2 separate regions of the Hordeum vulgare genome follow, and region 1 is linked to region 2. A link is a contact called in public Hi-C data. All regions are on one chromosome and are shown on one strand. The core of a region is the stretch at or near the end of the contact, and the rest is flanking DNA. Distances in the headings are between cores, read along the strand shown.

Region 1 (6,186 bases), core at 539-3,038, 500 kb before region 2:
GTCGGATGTGTCGGAGAGGATGACGATCCCTTTTAGCCGCCAGACCTCCCTATCCTGCTGCCACTTGAGCTTCGCAAGTTGAGCCGCCTTTGTAGCTACTTCCGCCGCCTCGCCCTCGAATTGGTCAATGGCAATCCGGAGCGCCTTGGCGCTCCTCCGGCGGAGCCGCCGCGCGTTCGTCTCTGTGTTCCTAAGCGACCGGCGGTAGACCCATTCGAGGAGTCTAGAGTCCTCGTCAGGCTTAACCTCCATCACACGACGAAGGTGCACGGACTACTCCGCCTCCCCCCTCTCCCTTTGTCGTTGCCGCTCATGGCGGGCCACGCGCGCCTCTGGTTTCCGCGAGCGCATCCGCACCGCGCGGGCCGGGCACAAGCACCCACCGCAGCCCACGTGGGGGAGCAGGAGCCACGGGGGCAGGGGACAGTGTAAGGGAGGTGCGGATTGCCCAAGCCGCGTGTCGGAGTTGCGCACGGGCTAGGAGGGGCCAGCCCAGGCGTCCGAGCTACGTCGGCAGGGAAGCGGCGAGCCTACAGATTCGGAGCTGGCCCCGGACTCCACCTTGGACCGCTCCAAGGCGCGATGCGGATGGCAAGCTCGTAGTACGGATCCATGTTAGATTCACAGCAGCTGCCGGAGCTCGACATTGGCCGGATTCGATCGGAATCGATGCGGGAGAGGAGATGATGTAGCGAGAGAGGAGAGTGAGTGAGCTAGGGTTTCAGAGTGATGAGGCGGATGGATATTTTTTTAGGACAACCGTGGGGTCGGTGGTGGGTCGCGCTTGTCACGCGAACGCGTCCGAGTGTGTTCAAACCACCCTATATCCGTCTTATATTTAGGTCAGATATGAATCATCAAATGAAAAATGCTACCAAACGCCCATGCCACTATATTTGACGACAACTAAGAGACAAGAATGTACTTTCTTAATCGATTGAATGAAGATGCATTCTATATGTTTGCCCGTCGGTGCCATATCAGTATCAGACGTGGGCGATAAAAAGGCTTGGTGCCGAACTCTTAATTGGGAGATGATATCCCTACTTTAGAGATCATAAATCGATCAACACGTTTGGATTTTAAAGATTTGATTAATCTTGTTATTACAAAAATAAAGGATGTGTAACTTCTGTTTACTTATTACGAGTACAAAAGTAAAGGAGCGTGTAATTCCTCAATTTGTGCATTGGCAAAGCTAGACCATGAATAATAGAAGAATGAATAGTAGCCATGAATAACACAAGAATGATAGAAAGTGCAAGGAGACAAGAACAGATCACGCTTAACCAAACACACAACTCAACATGCATGCTGACCAAGAGGCCATGTAACCCTGCCCATAATTGGTAGACAGGGCATCCTTCTTCAGGAAGCAAACCCAGAGACAGCGGTCCAGATCAAAATCTCAGAGCAGGGTCCCTTAACAAAAGCCTGGTTAGTAGCTACCCCCTCTCCCTCCCTCCTTCCCTCTCTACAAATTCCTGAAAGATTATAATCACATATTAGTATTCTACACTGATCACCTCTAATATTTAGCAAGACACATGCATGCATGCATGTGTGTGTGTATGTGTGTGTGTGTTTCATAGTAGCTGAATTAGCCATCCTACTCGTAGATCTGGTGCCCACTGAGTGACAGGTTCTTGATTTCTTTTTATCTAGGGCATCTTTGTTTCATCATTAGGCCATGGATGGAGTTGGCATTCCATGTGACGCATGCAAGCACCCAATTATATATGCCGTGGCATGCATGAGGATGAGTATATGAGCTTAGGGATGCGTGTGAGATTCTTGGCAGCAGGAACGAATCCGCTCCTTTGGGCCATCTATTTTCTTTGCCTTGCAACATGGTGGGGATGATTCCCGGCGAAAAAAAAATGGCGATGATGACGCGTCGATATCACTGGGCCTTGTCAAATAGATTTGGCTGTCCCCTAATTAATTAATGTACTTACATCACTAAAATATGCATTAGGAAGGAATGTTTGTGTGATTTGTTTTCCATATTATTGTAAAGCCCATCTGATAGTGAAATTTAAAAAATTGTTAGCATGTCACCGGTCGCTGTCCTTGTATCGATATTTTTACACTATGAGATATTCAAAACTTTGTGGTCGACCCACCGAATAGACAACAAGCATACTTAGTTTGTTTAGCTTGATAATTTATATTTACATGTCTTCTACAACTCTGTGAATAGTTGAACTATATGTTTTTAAAGGAAAGTTACCTCCGGCCTCCGCATCATGATGATGCATGCAGCCACTTTATTAACAAAGTTGTTCAAAATAAGTGCAATCCTAAAGGGTCTAACAAGATCTCACGAAAATAAGGAAAATGACATGCCACCACTAGCAGGATAAAGATAGACTACGATGACTAAACACGTAGCCTATTAGTATGCCGCCATTCATATCAAATGAATTTATCCGGTGCTATCATCTCTCACTGGCTGCACCGAATAACCATAATCTTCTTGGACTCCTCAGGCGTGAGTAACGACCACATACGGATTCAAGCAGTAGCTCTGTAGATGACCTAGAAAAAATTGTTGAATTTCTTCTTGTTAAATATCATATCATTTCTCCAATTCAATATAGCCCAAAGCATGTCACAAATTCCTATTCGAATGTATCTAGTTGTGATGAGGTCTACTGCATTGAGCCACGTCCTAAATAACGTGTTCATACTCGTTGGAAGAGTAATGTTAAAAGCTATATGAATAGTATGTCATAGAAGTCTTGCCAAAGGGCACTCGAGAAAGGTGTTTAATAGTCTCATTATGATCACAAAAGCAGCATTTAGTATTACCTACCCATATTCGTTTAACCAAGTCATCCTTCGTAAGTATCACTCCTTTATGGACAAACCACATGAAAATCTTAATCTTGAGTGCTACTTTAATTTTCCAAATGTGTGGAGAAAGTAGGTATTATTCTGACATTGATAAGGTCCACTTACATTGATTTCACGGAGGACCTACCACTTGTAGTTAATTTCCAATGAATTGTGCCTGGTTGGCCCGACAGATGAACTTCCATCAATCGACGGACTAGAAGGAGCCACGCATTCCAACGTTCGGCCACCAAAGATATCCTAAATTGAATTTTAAAAGGAACTGTTTGCATAATTGTAGCAACAAAAGCATCTTTACGTTGTATAATATCATATAAAGCCGGATATTGTATGGCTAGAGGCGTCTCTCCTAACCACGTATGTTCCCAAAACCTGGTTTTGTTACCATTCCCAATGTGAAACTTCACCTTGTGGAAAAAAGCTTCCTTTGTTTTCATTAACCTTTCCAGAATGGTGAATCTAAAGGTTTCACCATAACTTGAGACAAGATTTTAGATTGTAGGTACTTATTGTGCAGAATTTGTACCCCATGTACCTTCTGTCTCCACTCATAATCTATATAGACATTTGCTCAGTAGACATTTATTTTTAATTTGTAAATTCTCGATCCCTAACCTACTTTTTGGGTCTACACATCATCTCCCATTTAGCCAATCTATATTTCGTTTTACTATCATCACTTTGACAAAAAAAACTGGATCGATAGAAATCTACTCTTTTCCATACCCCCACTGGAACTTCAAAGAATGATAATAAAAATATAGGCAAACTTGTTAATACCGAATTTATTAACACTAGCCGCCCTCCATAAGACATAAGCCTACCCTTCCAGCAAAGTAGTCATTTTTTAAACCGATCCTCTATACTCTTCCATTCCTTATTAGTGAGTTTCCGGCGGTGGATGCCCAAGTAACTAAATGGGAGAGAACCCATCTCATATCCGATTAATTGCTTGTATGTATCTTGTTCTTCCTTGGCGCGTCCAAAGAAGAACAATTCACTATTTTTACAAATTAATTTGAGCCCCGGCCCCATAACTGTTCAAAGAGACATAATATCAACTTCATATTTCTAGCTTTCTCAAGATCATATTCCATGAAAAGAATCATATCTTCCGCATATTGTAGGATGGACACCACCACCCCATCCACAAGATGTGGAACTAGCCCTCCTACTAGATCGCCCTCTTTAGCACGGCCTATGAGAACTGTAAGTATATCAATTACAATGTTGAATAAGATCGGGAACATCAAATCCCCCTGTCTTAATCCCGACACTACCATTCTTAAGAAAGGAATCCACCTGGGTCCTCCAAGCCTCATTGAGTCCTTTCATTCGTAATGCTTGTTGGACGAAAGGCCATTTAACTTTATCGTATGCTTTTTCAGAATCCACCTTGAAGATAACTCCATCGAGTTTCTTGGAGTGGATTTCATGAAGTGTCTCGTGTAGTACAACAACCCCCTCTAGGATGTGTCTACCCGGCATGAACGTCGTATGCGTGTGTTGTACAATCGAATGGGCTATCCACGACAGCCTATTCGTGGCAACTATAGTAAAACTCTTAAAGCTCACGTTCAGCATGCAAATTGGCCTTAATTGTTCTATCCAAATGGCTCCCTCCTTCTTTGGTAGTAATGTAATTGTTCTAAAATGTAAGTGAAATAATTATAGTTGTCCGTTAAACAAGTCATGGATCATGGGCACTAGATCATCTTTAATAATATGCCAAAACCTCTTATAAAACTCAGGTGGGAACCCATTCTGGTCCCGGGGCCTTGTTTTGCTTCATTTGCATAATTGCTTCAACCATCTCTTTCTCTATAAATGGGGGTGACACTACCTCATTCTCTTCCTCGTTGAGTTGAGGAATGTTCTCCGTTACGTTCTCATCAAGCCATACAGAGCTAGCTTCATGAGCTCTGTAAAGTTTTCTATATTATTCAGATATATACAATTTAAGGTTCTCATGTCCTATGATTGTACCCTCATCTTGTTCAAGTTGAATTATCTTTTTCTTTCTACGTTTACCATTAGCAATCATGTGGAAGAATTGAGTATTGTCAGCCCCTTGGACGGCCGTAGTCACTTTCACTCTTAGTGCCCACTTAATTTCTTCCTCTCGAAGTAAATGTCGAAGCATCTCCTCAGCCTCATTCTTCCTACTTCGATCACTATGATTAAGTACCGCTACTTCAGCCTTCAATTCTAACTCATTTATGAGTTGGATAAGACTTTGTTTTTCCACTCTATATGCACCACTTTGATTCTTGGCCTAGACCCTCAAGAACTAGCGTACATGTCTGATTTTATTTTTCCATCTATCCATATTTGTATTACCTCTAGTTTCTTTGGGCCATTCATTTGCTATTAGGTCTATAAATCCTTCTCGCTCGAACCATCCTACTTCGAAGGAGAAAACATTTTTATTACCCATATGTCGCCTCCCGTGAGTCAACAAGTAAAGTGGTATGGTCTGAAATTGCTCTCTGTAGAGCCTAGACCATAACAAGAGGATATTTTTGTTCCCACTCCACACTCGTGAGCACTCGATCTAGCTTCTCATAAGTCGGATTGGGTAGGGAATTTTCCCATCTAAATTGCATACCCATAAGATCAATTTCGTTCAGGTTGAGACTTTCTATAATCATGTTAAACATGAAAGACCATCTAGCATCGAAATTATTATTATTATTCTCTTCTTGTCATCGGATGATATTAAAATCTCCACCAACTAAAATAGGAAACCTTCGTTTCCACAGATCCTCACTAGATCTGAGAGAAATTCAGATTTGACCTCTTGATGAGCTGCTCCATAGACAACCACTAAAGCCCATCGAAAACCATCAACTTTCGACCTCACTCGAAATTTGACGGTAAAGTCTCCATATGTCATGTCGATCACTTCCAATGTTTCACATTTAACTCCCAAGAGTATCCCTCCGGATCGACCCCTTGGAGGTAAACAATGCCAATCGGAATCTACCCCCCTGAAATAGTTCTTAAGAATTGTGGAGTAAAGTTATCTCTACCAGTTTCTAGTAAAGCCATAGAGTCTAATTTATGCTCTACTCATGCCTCCGCCAGGAACCCCTTTTTAGCCAAGTCTGAAAGACTTCTGTTATTTCAAAAAATTCCTTTTATTTTTCATCATAATTTTTTTCTTTTATTTTACTATGCACGGTCGATACCGGATAAATTTTCCTCTTCCAAGGACGCCTTGGTTTATCCTGCATCGACTCTTTAGTCTAATGACCTCCATCCGAGACTGAAATCTCCATTGGGTTAACGGGAGCCACATACCCATGATTAACCAACTCCTCATCC
Region 2 (6,483 bases), core at 854-3,353:
CCGAACGCCACTTCCCTCCATCGCCGGCAGCTAACTACTCGAGTTACGGTCGTACAGTATAGTAGTAGCACGTAGCTAGTGTATTGGTACGTCAGTACGGTGGTGGCTTCCGCTGCTTGTCCGCGAGCTGCAGGGTTTATTCAGCTTCTCCTGGGAGAGCGACCGATGGACGTGTCGGCTGCCTCTCCGGGCATGAACACAACACACATATATCATCTCTCTCGGATAGTCATAGTGGAGCAGACCGATGATTGTGGGTTGTTTGTTTCTTTCCAGCCCATTTCGATCGGTCTCTTTCTCTCTCGCTCTCTCTATGTTGCTCCCGCTAAGCAAGCTGATTAAATTAAGCCGTTCCATCAGTAGGACTACTGATTAACTTCGTCTTTGCGACTTGGGGACGTACTTTAGCTATCTTGTGGCACACATATATTAGTTATAAGCAGTGTTTCAAATAGAAGCTCATGTCAAATAGCGACGGTCCTTCAAATCAATTATAACGAGACTATATATAGACTATAGTCGATTATTTCATAAGTTTAGAGAATTATGTTATATAGCGGTATCTGCTGAAACAGCTATAGCCTCATTATAGTTAATCTATAGTTGGCTATCTAAAACTTTGGTTATAAGTGATGCTTATTTATTGATCAAGTTAAAGAATGTACGACACAGTATGTATTGGCCCGGGACCAAACCGGACGTGTATGAACTAAACGGTGGTCAAAGCTAGCACTCCATGCATGTATCTTTCGGGTGGACAGGGATTTAAAGTGAGATACTACGCCTCAACTTGTACGTGGATGAGTGATTGCGACCGTGTTACGTTTACTAAGACCCTATACGGAGTCATTTTTGTCAATGCTGGCTAGGTTCCTTTCAAATACAGTACGTAGGAGTATTAGTTTCGCTGGATGTGTCTTTCTTACTACCTTGAGCAGTTATGAGAAGGCACAGATAGAAAAGAAATAGCAGGAGAAAAGGAAGAGCAAGGTACACGTACGCGCGGTCGCGGTATACGTAAGTGAAGTAAGATTAGGTAGGGACTAGGGAGGCAGGGAGGGCACATGCATGGTAGCTTCTGGGCATATATATTTGGTGTAAACGAGGCATGCAGTGTAAGAAATAAATTTCTTACATGCAGATGCATACCTGAGACTGAGAGCAGAAGAGAAGGAGATGATGGACGGGAACGGCTCAGTTAATAAGGTGGCGGAGTACTCCCTTCGTTCAAAAATATCTGTTTCAAAACTTAATACTTCTCCGTTCTTTAATATAAGTCTTTTTAAATTTTTTACTAAAAAACTATATACAAAACAAAAATAAATAAATTTATATTCTAAAATATGTATATATACATTCGTATATAGTCTTTTTGTAAAACTTTGACTTATATTTAAGAATAAAGCGATATCAGTTTGTATTAGAGCTAGAATAAAGTTAACACAGTTATTTTAGGACGAATAGCACGTAGCAAGATAAGAAGAATCAAAGGAGGGATGGATCGACCGTCCATGGTGGCCGGCGGGAGGCACCCACGTAGTACATGAAAGGAAAGAGACGAATCTTACTGTTTTGTCAGTTCAACGACCGGAACCTGCTGATGATACCAACCAACCGGGAAGCACAGTACTAGTTCGTCACAGTACCGGCCATCACGTACTACTGCCACCAAGCTTAGCCTGCTAGCTAGCTACTACACATAGACACAGTCTCCCCCTTCCTCTCTATCGCTCTGTGACTGTGAGCTTGCTTGCTTCTCTCTCTAGGGCTCTCATACACAACAGGACTTCCACGCACCAGGTGCGCCAACAGGACCGCCGGTATAGACCAGAGAGAGAGAGAGGATCAATCGGTCCCAGGCTTCTCTTACATTATCTGTCAGCGACAAAACTGGTAGATACCAAACTCACTGTGCTCTCTCGTCTACCCTCTCTCTCTCTCTCTGACTGCAGTAGTGAAATAGAGCTGTCTGTGTACCGGTGCGAGAGAGATAGTAGAGATGAGAGGAGGGAGAGAGAGCGCGTGCGTGTGGGCTATGCTATGTGGTATAGTGCGGTAGAAGCGAGTGAGCTGTCCACATGCGCTGTCGTGCCAAAGCACAGACCCACGCCTGTTGCATGCACCACCCCACCGCCCCAGCTGCACTGCACTGCACCACGCCCGTAACCGGTCTAACGGCTTCCTTCTCCCCGCTGCTCACTGGACTGGAACCATCTCTTCCGTCCCGCGCGCCGTCTACCTGGCCACTAGGATTGTGTATGTATGCCAGTTTTGTTGGACGAATTTGTGTCTATGTCTGTCGATGGGATGCCCCCAAAAACAGTTTCCCGCGCGGCCTGGGCCCACCTTGCTTGCTTAATTGATACTGTACGTACGTGCTCGTTCATTGGCAGCTTCCAGAAATACTTAGAAACAACATCAATGAGCGGCGCCAGAAATAGTGGTGTAGAAATCACCTTCCTAATAAGACCTCTTGTACTACTCCCCGCACGCACGCACGGTGAAAACTAGACATTTACACGTACGGCAGCAGTGATGCATGTCTCTTTTCACAGCACACAGCACACTGGCACGCACCAGCAAGCTAGCTTCTTGTATGACTCGGATGGATCGGACGGCTCCCATCAATCCGCTACAGCAACGAGCACCCACGACACCTTGGGCCCGGCGTGCCAATCTGCCGACCGATCAACAGCGAATGGCGATGCATGACTTGTCGTTTTCCCTCCAGGGAATTCTCACCTCCACTGCTTCCGTGCATATTTTGGACCTCTCAACAATGGCCCCCACCCACGAACCAACAAAAAAAAATACAACAGTTAGTATACCAAAAAGCAACAGAGAGTGAGAGAGAAAAAAGAGAAGTGACTGCAACAGTGATGAATTGTTCTTCTCGGGAGCCGGGAAAAACTTCTCTCGCCAGCAGCCGCAGCTCCGCCTCGGGATTCTGACCGCCCACTAACATTTCTTTTTGCTTATCTAGAGTGTTGTTTGATGGTATAGATCGATCGAGCGTTGTACTAGCGCTGTACGAGCCGATGCTTTACTATTTAGAGCATCAGGAGTGCTGTGGTCCTAGACTACATGGATTCTGGATCTCGTAGCACAATTATGTGCATGTAATGCAGTAAGATCGTAAGATCGATTTGACAACGTTCTAAGTCTGGTCACGACTACTAAGACTACTCATAGTAAAGAGTAACATAAAGTAATAACATGCATATGTTAATAGTCTAAGTTACTATCTTTATAATGAATACTAACATAGGAGTAGTAACATTGAGCCTTTCATTTATTAAGTTATAAACTCATCTTATATATGTATGCGTTGTGCTACTTATAGTATAAACTATATATGAAAATACAAATCTTTGTAGATATTATATTATAGATTACATATAAAAATATATAGATATATTTTACAGTGTAGAGTCACTCATTTTGCTTCGTACATAGTCCGTAGTGAAATCTTTACAATGATTTATAGTTCAAAACGAAGGTAGTACAAGCATATGTTACTATGTACATAATCGGTAGTAACATATGTGTGACTATTTTTTCTTTGAGACGAGCAAACACCTCTTTTCATTACAGAGAACGAAAACAGTTCCACAGAGTATCAGGAAAGAGAAAGTACTGGGACGATAATCGCTCCGGCAAATTGCTATTTTTACCCATGGGACATACGTTCGCCCTCGAAACGAATGCTATGGCATAAAAACTAGCACTGCACAGAACATCAAAATACCAACTAAAACAGACCCAAACTCAAACTCAAACAGACATGATAACTATCAGACTATAGGAGGTCTCCATCAACATGCTCGAAGATTTTCCGGAGTTGTTCATTCCCCTATGATCTCTTGTGTGGCCACCTCGCACATTTTCATCAGCTGCATAGTGTTCGACCTCGCCATCTCCGCCCCAGAGCGTAGTTCCCCCGCATCGCCTTCCTGTTGGAGCCCTGCCCAATAGATGAACGCACACATTGAAAACACTATTTCGAATGTGGTTTTGATCATTTTATTTTCAAACATAGCCCTGTTTCGAGCCAACAAGATAGCCCAACACGCAGCTGCAAGGCCCACCGTGTAATACTTTACTCCAGCCGGCAAAAAAGGATTACAGCAGGAAAAATATTGCCATTATGAATTGGGACAACATTCAGTCCCCAGAGTAACCCCGACAATCCACACAATTCTAGCAACAGGGGAAGTAAAGAAAAGATGCTGTGAAGTTTCCCTTTGACGGCAAAAGGAGCAACTGGGATTCCCAGACCATTTTTTCTTTTTCATCACATGCCTAGTCAACACTGCATCTTCAGACAACTGCCACCTGGAGATTTTAATTTTTAGGGGTAATTTTGCTTTCCAGATCCACTTGTAATGGCATCCATGAAGTGGTTTCTCCAACCACTTATACATGGATTTGGTAGTAAACTTGCCATCACCAGTCAGGCCCGAGGACACTCTATCACTATCACGAGTAAGCGCAATACCAGAAATAGTATTATGCATCTCTCTTCATTGAACTCTAAGCTCCGAGTTTAACCTTCTTCTAAAGAAGGAATAATCATCTATTGAGCACATATTCTCCACAATGCAATCAGGTTCATTACAAATATCAAACAACAAAGGAAATTGATCCTTAAATGGGGGAAGCCCATTAATTGAATCCTGCCATATCCTGGCAATATTTCCAGACTCAATTTTAATTTTTTCCTCACAAAATAGTAATCCTTGACTTTAAGGATCGCTTTCCAGCATGGTGAGTCAGAGAATCTGGGATTAACAGTAGCCACAAATTTGTTTCGGAGATATCTAGCTTTGATAATATCCTGCCAGACCCCCTTCTGTATCTCCAACTTCCATCACCACTTAACCATCAAACTAATATTTTGCTTACGGAGGTCCTTAACCCCCAGGCCTCCTTTTTGCTTAGATCTGCACATCTTGTTCCATTTAACTAAATGATATCTCCTCTTCTTATTGTTCCCTTGCCAGAAAAATCTATGTCTGTGCTTATCTAGCTTTTCAATAAATGATTTATTCATGATCCACATAGACATGTGATAAATGAAAATTTGCGCGATAACAGAATCCAGGAGTGTGAGTCTGCCTCCCATTGAGGCAGCATTGCTAATCCAAGCCTCAAACCATTTCATATACCTCTCCACTATGAATTCTCAGTCAGAAGCATATGTGATATAATACAAGACTATTTATTAGGGGTAGACTCATTCCATCTTGGGGCGTGTTATGTTACCATAACATATTATATTATCACAAACATATCTCTTATGGTTAACTACTTGTTATGTAAGCAAATTTGCCTTGAAATGTGTTATGTTACTAACCCAGTTACTCCCAACCAGTTTAAAGTAGCAAGCACTACTTCAGTCAAGGTACATCTGGACATTAAAAGATCATGCAACTACGAGTATGTATATTTGGACGACCGGATGCACATAAATTATCAATACGTCCAATTAGGTTGCAGTTTATGTTTTGGGAGAGAATTCATGCAACTATTGGTTACTTCTTCAAATATTTTTGGAAATACATATATTTTCCTTCTAATTTTGAAGTTTTCCTAGCATTTTATGCACCAGAGTATGTATAAGGCATAAGACCGCATTAACTGGACCTAATAAAGTTCAGTACATGCATCGTCTATTGAATGCATGCAGCTCGAAGTCTGAATGCTTATCAGAACTTGGAGATCATTCTAGAAACGGACCGTAATCACAACCGGCTCGGTTGCCATGCATGTGTTATCTAACTATGCAATAAACAAACTCTGGGTCCGAAAGGTTTTAGTATTAAAACTACTCTCTTTATTTTCTTAGGCTGATTGTAATGGCTAGTATCATATACGTATTAGTGTCATGCATATTATATTAGTGTATGGTACTACATCAGTAGTGCATATTATCATATATTATTATCTCTGTCACGGTTTAGAAGGCACGGTTAAATTTACGTGCATTTTTAAAATAGACAAGGTTTAAAACGCATTGCATTTACTTCTTGCATCTAATTAATATTTCGTTGTACTACTTCTATATGCATGCATAGTATGAGGGTGCTTGGATACGTTTTAGTCCCATGACTAAAAGTAATGAGACTAAAACTTGCTAGCCTCACTCATGCTTGGATCCAAGTACTAAAGAGACTAAAATCAAGTTAATGAGCATTTATTATCCTCCAAACCCTCCAATCCAGAACTTGCATGAGGAGTTAGAGAGAGGACTAATGCACATTTTAGTAGGGGTACCCCTGACTAAAAGATTTTAGCCTCAAGACTAGTTTTAGCCTTTCTTTAGTCAGGGGTGCTTGGAACTTTAGCCTCTTAAAGAGACTAGTTTTAGTCTCTTGGATCCAAGCACCCTCTATGAATGCTATTGTTTAACTCATTTCATAACCAATCAATAACCATTTAGGTTTTAGAGAATTTCCATGCATGCCTTCTAAACCGTGATGG

Evidence for each region. Hi-C and Micro-C count contacts between places; a contact is called where the count stands out from the background.
Region 1: a contact with region 2 is called in a Hi-C map of leaf, with 2.0 times the contacts expected there. The contact joins two enhancer-like sites. A contact is called at or near these places in 3 of 6 Hi-C or Micro-C datasets (leaf and seedling) and 1 of 1 datasets of contacts at active chromatin or transcription factors (embryo).

What each region holds. Positions count from the first base shown.
Region 1 is chr2H:225,500,288-225,506,473 of MorexV3_pseudomolecules_assembly, reverse strand. No RefSeq gene overlaps it. Among protein-coding and RNA genes, the nearest start is that of LOC123433800, 41 kb to the right of the region's middle. Within about 2 kb of position 1,788, at least 2 of the 3 cell types and tissues checked have open chromatin away from gene starts, as enhancers often do. A contact at or near this core is called in leaf, where this site is marked.
Region 2 is chr2H:224,996,186-225,002,668 of MorexV3_pseudomolecules_assembly, reverse strand. No RefSeq gene overlaps it. Among protein-coding and RNA genes, the nearest start is that of LOC123425937, 6.8 kb to the right of the region's middle. Within about 2 kb of position 2,103, at least 3 of the 3 cell types and tissues checked have open chromatin away from gene starts, as enhancers often do. A contact at or near this core is called in leaf, where this site is marked.